2 separate regions of the Sus scrofa genome follow, and region 2 is linked to region 1. Evidence: chromatin contacts called from public Hi-C data. All regions are on one chromosome and are shown on one strand. Each heading gives the region's core, a stretch centred on a gene start, on an enhancer-like site or on the middle of the called end of the contact. The rest is flanking DNA. Distances are from core to core; before and after follow the strand shown. Region 1 holds the start of RREB1 (ras-responsive element-binding protein 1). Region 2 overlaps RREB1 (ras-responsive element-binding protein 1).

Region 1 (5,485 bases), core at 1,040-3,539:
CTCAGTATCATTAGATTTTTTTTTTTTTTTTTTGCCTCTTGGGGCCACACCTGCAGCATATGGAAGTTCCCAGGCTAGGGGTCAAATCAGCTGCAGCCTCTGCCACAGCCACAGCAACATGGGATCCAAGCCAAGTCTGTGACCTCCGCCACAGCTCATGGCAACACTGGGTCTTTAACCCACTGAGCGAGGCCAGGAATCAAACCTGCACCCTCATGGATACTAGTCAGGTGTGTAACCTGCTGAGCCGCAGCGGGAACTTCCAGAATTCAACTTTCCAAAGTTACTTTAGACTATCTTCTCTCTTTTCAGTTGCCAGTATGACAAGGTGACATTATAAAGGGGATTTTTTCCTGAAAATCCATGGACATTTGCAGGTTCAAATGTATCTTATGGAATAAACTAAATTACCAGCAAAATCCCAACTTTGCTACGGTTCCTACTCAAAACCTACCACGGAACGGGGAGACCAGGAAAGGTGACTCCTGAATAGGGCCGTGGGGTGGGGGCCGGGGGGAGGCTCAGAAAAATGCAACTGCTGAAGTTTCTCTGGGTTGGGTTTTCCTCAGTAAACAGCAGACCCTGGGAAACACAACAGGTTCTGAAAACTTCATTTTGATGACTCTGGACGTCAGAGACACAGCCAGCTGAATCCGTTCCCTCTTGCACAGCTGATTATCTCAAGTCAGGAGGTAAGGGTCCAAACTGCTTTTGCGTGGTTCTAGAGAGTTCTTTCTTGGCCAGAACCCATCCATTCAGACCATTCCTAGGTAGACACTTCTGTCTGCAGCCCTGAAAACCAGAGTTCCACTGAGTGCTGCAAATTAAAGGCCCGTGATTGGGCTTACAATTGTGTATGGTGTGCAAGTGCATTCAGAGGAGCTGGCGTGGAACAGGGTCAAAGGTCACAGTAAATAGATAGTAGCCAGCTCTCTGTATGTATAACACCGTCCTGTTTAACAAGTCTCAAACGCCTCTTGCCGCAGCAGTCTTCTCCGCCAGAGCTGAGAGTCATCTTTAGAATTTGGGGAGTGTGTGGCGTTTGTTTTGCACAACCACAGTCACCCTTATCTGTCAGAAGATGTTCCAAAGGCTGACAACAGGCCCCTTTCAGAAGCTCGGTAGGAAAAGTATTAACAGTTGGAAACATGTCAGCTGCTTTATGGAGGAAGCACAGCCCAGGCCTGGTGTCTCTGCGCTCGGTGATAACTTGGGCCGCCCCGGCCAGGGCTCAGCGTGGTGGCTGGAGCCGCGGAGATGGAGAGCAGCTCGGAGGAGGGCCCCTGCTTTTCAGAGTTGAAACAGGAGCCCTCTGAGAGAAAGAGATATTGCATGTGGCTTCCCTGATGCCCCGGAGGGCGACGTGGATGACACAGCATCAGCCCTGCCATTGTGGGGTGGGGACACAGTGGCGGCCCCTTGGGGGCAACGTAGCCTCCGCTTAAGCATCACTTGTGGAGTGTGGGGACGGGAAGGTGACAAAAGCCGAGCGAGTACTGAATTTGCTGTACTGAGAACACGCTTCCCCGGGCAGCAGCCCCAGAGCTAGAAGGACCGGGCCCCGGGAGAGAAACGGCCCGAAGTTGGGGGCGGGGTGAAGCGCCAGTTCCTTAATCTGCTGCCCCATCAATCTACTCGTCCCACCTGGATGCAGGGCCAGGACCGCGTGGAGCGGGAACCGCGCGGGTGGGGATCACCGACCCATCGGCTTCCGAGAGGAAGAGGGGCGGCGCCCGGCCAGGACCCCCCCACCCCCAATGCACCCCCTCCCGGCCTCCGAGGCGCCCCTTCCGCGCCTCCCAGGCACCACTGCCTTTCCCCCTCCTTGGTTAAAATAGTGAAACAGCCACGAAGTAAAGTGATGGAAAGCCGGGGGGCGGAGAGTCGCCCGCAGTGAGGGCCTAGAGGGGAGGGGGGCGCGGTGGTCCAAGACCGTAGCAGGCGGGCGGTCGCTGGGCGGGTCGGGATCCCGCTCAGCTGTGGCCGCCGAGACCTCCCCCCCACCCCCCGGCGGCTCGGCCCTCCCTGGCCCGGGGCGCCTGCGGAGGGCGTGGGGCAAACCTGGGGCTGCGGTGGGGGTGGGGTGGGGGACTGCACCTCCATCCATCCCGGGATGGAAACGGCGGTCATCCGGCTAAAATCGGGGCGGGGGCTGCGGTGGGGACCGGCGGGTACCGCGGTCCCCCCCCACCCCCAGGCCGAACGCCGCCGCCGCGGCCGCCGCCGCTCTGTAACACGTCCCCAGGAGACTCGCAGGAGCAACACGTGATGTGTCTACTTATCAGGGTGAGAGGGGGAGAGCGAGTCTCCGAGCGTGCGGGCGAGGAAGCGGGGCGGGGGGCCGAGGCGGGGGCCGGGACGACGACTGGGGCGCCGGGGTCGCCAGCTCGTCGCCCACCTCCCTCCCTGTGGGAGAAGAGGAGGAGGGGAAGTGACTGCGGAGTTGATGAACTTTGCACATCCAGAAACGCCATTTTGATTCCTTTTCCGGAACAAGTTTGCATCTCTCCTCGTTCTCTCCCCGAAGCCCACCGGTCCCTACTGCATCATGCCTGGGAGCCAAGCGCCCTGCCCCGCCGTGAGTACGCGCCCCGGGTTCGGGCTCGCGGTCCTTGGGTGGCAGCGAGATGTCTGGGGCTGAGCGGGAGCGACCTTTTAAAGAACTTTTGGGGATGGGGAGGGTGAAGTCTGCAGTGCGCGTTGTACTTTTTAAACTCAGCGTTTCCCGGAGCCGTGGACCCGAGCGCCCCACGCCGCGCTACGTGCGCTCGGGACAGTGGGGCCGGCCCGGGATGAGCTGGGCAGCCCTCTCCCCTCGGGCTGCGCGCCGGGCCGCTCCTCCTCCTCCTCCTCCCCCTCCTCCTCCTCCTCCTCCCCTTCCTCCGCTCCTTTTCCCCTTCCCGAGCTGCCGGCTCTGCCAACCAGCTCCCAGAGCGAGCAGCCTGGGCTGCCGCTGCGCCGCGCCGCCAGGATCTGATGCGCATCCATATTAGCCGTCCGAGCGCAGGAATCCGGCCCGACCCGCGCCGCCGCGCCCGCCGAGCAATTTATTTTTAACCAGCACCGCCGGGACTCGGATGGTGCGCGCACCGCGGGCCAGAAACATCTTCCCAGCGCTGCTCTCCATCTTCCGCCCTCTCTCCCCCGACATCCTCCCCCCCATGTGGGAGGGGAAACTTTTCTCCTACATACTTTCGAGTCCCTCTCGGGCCGAGGAGCACGGAGATGACGGCGCCCGCCCGCCGCCGCAAGGTATCCGGGGGTGCCCGCTCGGGGTGCCCGCCTGGGGTGCTGGCTCGGGGGTGCTCGCAGGGGCCGCGCGGTGGGAGCATCCGCCGCGCCCTGCTCTGCGGACTTTGATCCTCCCCGGCGGACGGCGCCGGCCCGGAGGGGGGCCGCGGGCAGCCCTGCGCCCTGGCCGTTCCCAGCTCGTGGCTGGTGGTCACGCCGACCACCGCCCCCGGGTGACCGGGCGAGGAGGGGCCGGGGCGGGGGCCGCGTCCGCGCGTATTGTTTCCTTGCCCTTCCGTTGACGGTGTACGTGTTTTCGTGGGAGCTATCGGTGTGGAGCGGAGCCTGCATCGCGGGAGGGGGGGGGGGACCTCGGCGCCCGGCGCCGTCACGAGCACAGGAAGGAGGCCGGGAGCATCCGAGGCGGGGCCGGCCGCCGGGGCCCGCTTCGCCGCCCAGCTGTGGAGCGCGCTCGGAAACTTTTGTCCGCCGCCCGCTGGACCAATTTTTCGCAAGTTGTGGGGCTTCCCTGCCTCCTCCCATCCCGGCCGGCAGCGCCGAGCAGGGGCGGGGGGCGGCAGTGTCGAGGGCTGGGGACCCCGTGCGCCCCCCCCAACCCCGGTCTCGGCCCGGCCCCCCGCGCCCCCTCCTTGCTCGCGGTCTCTTAGGAAACTGCGACCTTAATGGTTGCTAAGGAGCAGGGGAGGTCCTTCCCGTCGCCGGCCCCCTCCCTGGAAGCGGCGTGTTTTCTGGACGGGACCGAGGGTCGCGTCCAGGATGTGGGGACTCGCTCCCCGCCGCCCGCGGGGCCCGGGAGGCGCGTGAGTGCGGGGCGCGGCGGCCGAGCCCTCTTCTCGGCGGGGCCACTTCTTTTTCCGGCGGGGTCGGGTGGGGGGGGCGAGGAGGGGCGCGGGGACCGGCCGGAGGACGGGCGGGTTGACAGGCGCCGCGTGCAGCTCGCGTCCAGCGTCCGCGGTGCATCCGTGATGGGTTATAAAAGAGGAGGAAAGTATTTCTCCTTGCTCAGCAGATTTTGCCCTCCCTCGCTCCTTACTGGTTAGAAGATAGAACGTGAGCCCAGATCCGGACGAGCAGTTCACATTCCATTACGAAATTCTACACGGCTTCAGAGCCAGCAGCAGCACACATTCGGGGCACTTTGGCGTGTTTTCGGCTTCTTTCGGGGGGTTAATGGTGGCGGAGAGAGACAGAAGGGTGAATAAAAAAATATACTTTCGGGGTATGCTGAGAAACCTGTCCCAGGGTTTTCATCAGCAGAAAAATTCCCCTTCCTTCTTGTGGTAGAGTTTAGATGTAAAAGCCAGGGAAAATAAAGTTTGCCTGTTTGATAGGGATGCTGGAAATAGCGCGGTATTTCTGTCTTGAAGAGGAAGACTTGAGATGATTTCTGCAAAGTCTGAGCTGTTAATGTGCATCCCGTATTTTTGAGGTCGTTTTAGATATTCAGTGGGGTCTGTGCCTGCGTGCGAGTGTATTCTGAAATAAGTTTAATTGATGTGGAAAGTGGAGAAAAGGGAACTGCAAAGAAAAGAATGGTTTTTGTTTTGTTTCTGAGTTTTTCGGGGGTTTTTCCTTCTTCTCCTCATCGCCCTTAAAAGCATCCTCTAGATCTAATGCTTTTCGAGTTAGGCAGGTATGGTTCTAAGACGTAATGTAACCCGGAAGTCTTAAGTTAGAGGCTGAAACTTCTCTTTTTCTCTCTTGCTTTCTTGTTTTTAAACGTTTAGGTATTTTCTTTCTTCAAGAGTCACACAGAACTTTTGAAGGAATGGGTTCAAATTATTCTTAAAGTAATTTATGCAAAGGTGAATCACTAATTTTAGTGTTTGTTTTTTTTTTTTTTTTTCTTTTCTTTTCTTTTACCTTTGCCCTTTGGAGGGAGCTCCTGGGTACCCGGTGATGGATCCTGCTTTGATGTGTTTTGAGCTTTGGTTACACTGATGAATTAAACATTTGAATGGCTTTTATCAAGTTTTAAAATGTGTGAAAAAAACACCTTCCTTCCCACCCCCCCCCAACCCCTTTTACAAAAGAAAGGGAGAGCCCTTTGATTTAGTTATTGTTTACCTTGTGGTCCATTTTAGGTTGTTAATGAACTTGCCCTGTTTTATCATTCTTAAAAATAGTGCTCAACAGGTTGTGTGTTTGTTAGGATGTTCAGATTTGCTGGTTATGTGAGACTGTCGAGAAATGCTGCTGCCATTCACAGCTTTGTGGCATAGCATTCTCTGGG
Region 2 (5,413 bases), core at 348-2,847, 80 kb after region 1:
TCCTCGTGCCCTCACACATACTGGTTGGGTTCTAAACCTGCTGAGCCACAATGGGAGCTCCTACAAGTATTGTTAAAGCAGGCCTTAGGGTGTTCATTTGTGCTAATTTTGGATTTTGTGCTGATTTCATTTATTGTGAGTCATCTTGATTTGAAGGAGGGGGCTAATCGTTGGGGGGCCGAGTTCTAGTCCCAGTTCTGTAGAACTTTTCGGAAATCTCCAGTTTTCTCTGCTTTACCAACAGGGCATAGCAAAACCTCATTCAGAACTTGTGCTCAAACGCAGTGAGTGTTTGTGGGAGCATTTTGAAGGCTTGTAGGGTACCATGGAAGTGTGCTGGGTCGGGGGTCTTTCTGAGTTGGTGCTTTCAGAGCTGAAGGCACCCCTGTGATCACCTTCGAGAGGTGAGCACTCCGAGCTGTGTGACCCTGGCAGGTTCATTGACCTCCCTGTGTCTTGGTCACTTCATCTGTAGAAGGCGGTGCTACTGTGCCAATTGGAACATTGCAGGGGATTCATGATTTAACACATGCCAAGCACATAAGATAATGGTTAGTTAACTAGGACTTAGAAATAAATTTAAATAAATGGTCATTAATGTCGTTGTTCTTTGTGCCACTGAGGGAAGGTGTAACGGCTGAACAGTCATATAATGCCAGAAAATGAATGAAGAAGTTATTTTTCCCTTTGTTCTTTCCTAGATTAAACTGGTAATTTAAACATCAAAACTTTATTTAGAATATTTGAGTTGATCACACTGCCTTTATTTCATCTTCTCTGTAGAAAATCGCAAACAATGCGTTAAAAGAGCACTTGGTTTTCAGTCCTCAGTCGCAATCAGCACCACCTTCCCTTGTTGGTGAAACTGTGCTTTTGGAAAGAAATGTGTATAAAAATGTGAAAACACTTACAAAAATGTGCCAGAGAGAGTAGAGTTAGATTTATTTGTCCTGGTGGATCTGTTCCAGAATCTGATACTCCAGTGGTGAGCTGTGATCTCTCCTGAGCAAATACCTGTGTTACATTAATCAGGGGCCAGAGCCCCGCTGGGATGTGTGTGCAGGAATTAAAAAGAAGAGTGAGGGCCCGAGTCTGGAGTAGCTGCATCCTTGTTTGATTTTTCTAGGCGTGAAAGGAAGTCAGTGGACTGTGTGTTTGCTGCTCAAAACCAAGAAGTTCTGTGTCTCATTTTCCTTCTGCTGCTGCTGCTGCTGCTTTCAAGATCTGTGGCAGCAGCTGGGACTCTTGAGCCGGGAGCCGATGGCCAGGGCTGGGCACCTACCCCTAGGGCCCTGTTCTGCCTTCACTGTCACCTGCCCTGGGCCCCCTTACCTGTGACAGGACTCTGTGCTGAGTGTCAGTCCCTCCCCTCAGGGCTGCAGGACCCCTCTGTGATGTGAGTCCCTGTAGTGTGGACTTGTAGGTCGGGTTCTCCGAGGCCTAATCGCACAAGGCTGGTCCAGTGCCCCTGCCCTCAGCCCCCGGCTCACCCCGTTCTCAAGGTCATCTACACGAGCCCAAGTGCCGTGTGCCTGCGTATGTGTGCACGCACTCAAGTTTCCTGGCTGAGCCCCGCCTTGCCCGTGTTTACTGCCCAGCGGCGTGCTGGAGGAGGCAGATCTGGACTCCACCCCAGATTTTGGTTGCTTTAACCCCTAGAGGGCTTCACTATGCATCTCACAGTGTGGACCTCGAGAGCTGCATCCTTCTCCATTTCCAGTTATTCCTAGCTGATGAGGAGATACTCGTTGCAGCTACCCACTTTATAAAGCAACTCTCTCTCCTTTGGCCACGAGTCATTTTATGAGAGTTCATTTGTTGTCTTTGTTTATGAGGCTAATCAGTCCTTCTGTAGTGTTTCCTTCACTGTCGTTTTATGAGAGGACCGTCAACCAGTAGAACCGTCATATTTATTTAAAAAAAAAACATTTCACAGAATCAGGTAGCAGATCAAATTACGTGTGGTCACGTTGATAGTTGCAGTGTAGCATTAATAAGCCCATTACCTACACTGCACACAGAGTTTAAAACTTCGTTCGAAGGCAAGTGTGGGGAGTTGCCATCCTGGCTCAGCGATGAACGAAACCTGACTAGGATCCATGGGTACATGGACTCCATCCCTGGCCTCGCTCAGTGGGTTAGGGATCCGGCGTTGCCATGAGCCGTTGTGTAGGTTTTAGGCAAGGCTTGGATCCCAAGTTACTGTGGCTTTGGTGTAGGCCAGCAGCTACGGCTCCAGTTTGACCCCTAGCCCTGGAACTTCCACATGCCACACGTGCAGGCCTAAGAAGACAAAAATAAATAAATGAATAAATACATGCAAGCAAGTGTAAAGTGTAACAGAATCACTTTGTTGTGCAGCAGAAATTATCACCACTTTGTAAATCAGTAAATAAAATGCCACCAAAACTTTACAAATGTAAAAAAATAAAAAGGAATTGTATATTTGGTAAATAGGGAGACTTAGAGTGATGCCAGTTCCAGCTTATTTTGAAAAAGTTTGGAGGAGAGACCGTCTCAATTTAGTATCATATCCGGTATAGTTTTTCAAGTTGCCACATCCCTGTCTGCAGATTCTCATGTTTTTGAGGTTTGAAAATCCTTTATCCCAAACCTTTCTAAATAGCCTAGTTCCTGAGCAGAATAATAGGCTGCCATCACAGTGCAAAACACGTATCATGGAAACATCCCCGTGGCTCCGGCTTTTAACTTCCCAGAACTCCTTATCAGTCTGCTCCCATGTTGAAAGTTTGGATTGAGCCGTGCTTGTCTTCCAAAACAAACCTGGGAAACTGAGCCAGGGCCCGCCCTCTGGGAGCGTGCAGTGTAGGAAAAAGGGCACTGAGCTTTGCAGTTTGCACAACTTTCCAGAAAGTGCCAGACGGCAGAGCTGTGAAGAAGTGATGATACTTGAAAGGATTGAAAGGGATCTCATTTGGAAAGAATCCAATCTCTGAAATGGGTCTTTTTCTTTGGAAAATCGTAATTATAAAATAGGGAATTAACATCCATTTTGCTCCTCATCTTAGGAACTGTGGACTTTGGAGCTGTGCAGGGGGTCGTGGGGCGCATATCATGTTAGGGACACGCAGGAGAGAGACCCTGGCAGGAGCCAGAGCAGGCTTTTCTAACTCACTCCTCCATCCTCGGAAGAGGTCCCCTCGGGCGCCGGCACACCCTCCAGAGAGCAGGGGTGTGTAACCGTCCAGGTGTGGGTGTCAGAGGTGCAGGGGAGGCAGGGGGTTCCTGCTTGTCTTGCTCCCCCCGCAGTGGGCCTGCCTTTATCTGCCCCCGAGCACAGCAGGTGCAGGCCCTGCGGATGCCGCCGGAGAGTGGGCAGTCTTCAGGAGCAGAGGCTTATGTGCTCCTGTTATGCGGGAAGAAAGCATGCGCTGCTCAGAAATGTGACCTGCTCCGTGACAGACGAGACCACAGAGGCTCTGAATTTAGCACACAACTCTCAGATGCTTAGACGCAGCCAGCCCTTGGCGTGTACTGCCGAACTTGGGCATCTGAACAGGTGGCCAGCATTAAAGGGCTGAAGGAGCAGAGGTAGGGCAGTGTCACTTCTTTACCCTCCAAGCCCAGCAAGAGGAAGGGCCCTGTGAAAATCTGTCACGGTCATAATCGAGTTTCGGAGGGCACCCCGCAACTAGCTTTGCACCTGCTACTCCTCAAGAGCGGAGGGGAAGATGCAGAGGCCTGGGCCCGCCCGTCTTGAAACGAGTCGCGCAGCAGGTGCTTGGTGCCTGGCGTACTCCTTGGAGGGAAGGAAGGTCTTAGGTCAGATTGAACGCAGAGAATTTATTTTAGGAAAGAAGTCTGAGGGTCACACTACCCAGGACTAGATAAACGCTTTGTTTCCTTTGAGATACTGCTATAAAAAAGAAGAGGGAGTTCCCATCGTGGCACAGGGGTAACAAACCCGACTAGCATCCATGAGGATACAGATTCCACCCTGGGCCTCACTCAGTGGGTTAAGGACCTGGCGCTGCCGTGAGCTGTGGTGTAGGTCGCAGACACAGCTTGGCTCTGGCGTTGCTGTGGTGTAGGCTGGCAGCTGTAGCTCTGATTTGACCCCTGGCCCGGGAACTTCCATATGCCTCTTGTGAGGCTCTAAAAAGACAAAAGAAAAAAAAAGAAAAGAAAAAGAAGGGAATAATGATTATATAATAACATTTTTCTTTTTTTTTTTCTTTTTTGGTCTTTTTGCCATTTCTTGGGCCACTCCCATGGCATATGGAGATTCCCAGGCTAGGGGTCTAATCAGAGCTGTAGCACAGGCCTACGCCAGAGCCACAGCAATGCAGGATCTGAGCCGCATCTGCAACCTACACCACAGCTCACGGCAACGCCGGATCGTTAACCCACTGAGCAAGGCCAGGGATCGAACCCGCAACCTCATGGTTCCTAGTCAGATTCGTTAACCACTGCGCCACAACGGGAACTCCGTATATAAGTAACTAAGTCTCTGTTCCTTAGGGGGGAAAGACAAATCAGGAGAAAATACCTTTCAGGGCTGCTCAGAGGTCTTGACACACTCGGGTCCACTTAGAAGATGATAAACTAAAGATTGTTGGAGGCTTTGTGTGAATGAGATGCTCGTGTCGTCTCTGCACCATCAGCACACCTGTCTGAACTGGGCCGGACCTGCAGTTCTCCCCTCGGGTGGGTCTTTGGTGAATATTGGTAGTTTCACAAGTGTGCTTGGGTATCAAGACAGTTTCTATGTGTACTTAGTACCCTGTTCTGAACCAGTCAGACACGCTTCGGGTGTAGTTAGAAAGCCTTTTCCTAGCTAGGGTGACACGTTTTTCTTTTTAACCAAGGAAAAAGAAAGCTATTCCCTGATCATTCCGCTTAACATGCTTTTCACTCTCTCGAGAGTCTACCTCATTAAGAGGCCCAGAATTTTCCCCTCGAGAGGGAATGTTTGCAAATATATTTATCACAGCAAAATGTTTTAAGTTACCAGTTTCCCCCAATAGCATTGTTAATCTGTCACCAAATGAGTTTATTTTTTGATTATATTTAAACGTTTTTAGCCTTTCTTTACATCTCATTGGCTGGAGTTAAAACGTGTATGCTTTCATTTTAACTTAGGTAGTTGTTTAAATAAAGGTGGCCTCTCTGTGGGTCCTCTGAGAGCCCTTCCTTCCTCTCTGGTTACATCTGATAAAAGATGCTCAGAGCAAGGAGGAAGAGGGCCACCATCGCTGGATCTGTAATGGGGGTGATGTTTTGCTCCCAGGGTTTATTATCAGGGTTAAATGATAGAATCATTAATTTTATATAAATTATACTGCAATCAAGCCTCTGGCTCACATAAGATATTCAGTAAACGGTAGCTCCCCTCTTTCCCTTCTCCCTGCAGGCAGTTTAACCCACTGGTCCCCTCTACCTGCCGATATCT

What was found. A called contact is a pair of places that touch in the nucleus more often than the background predicts.
Region 2: a Hi-C map of liver shows a contact between it and region 1, with 6 times the contacts expected there. The contact joins the enhancer-like site here to the promoter of RREB1 in region 1. A contact is called at or near these places in 5 of 47 Hi-C or Micro-C datasets (heart right ventricle, liver and skeletal muscle) and 2 of 2 datasets of contacts at active chromatin or transcription factors (alveolar macrophages and skeletal muscle).

What each region holds. Positions count from the first base shown.
Region 1 is chr7:4,509,997-4,515,481 of Sscrofa11.1, forward strand. It overlaps RREB1 (ras-responsive element-binding protein 1), which reads left to right and starts at 2,290. Exons shown (of 16, transcript XM_005665552.3): 1 at 2,290-2,578.
Region 2 is chr7:4,590,899-4,596,311 of Sscrofa11.1, forward strand. The region is part of intron 6 of RREB1 (ras-responsive element-binding protein 1); the gene reads left to right. Among named protein-coding and RNA genes, the nearest start is that of RREB1, 81 kb to the left of the region's middle. Within about 2 kb of position 1,598, at least 17 of the 83 cell types and tissues checked have an H3K27ac peak or open chromatin away from gene starts, as enhancers often do. A contact at or near this core is called in liver and skeletal muscle, where this site is marked.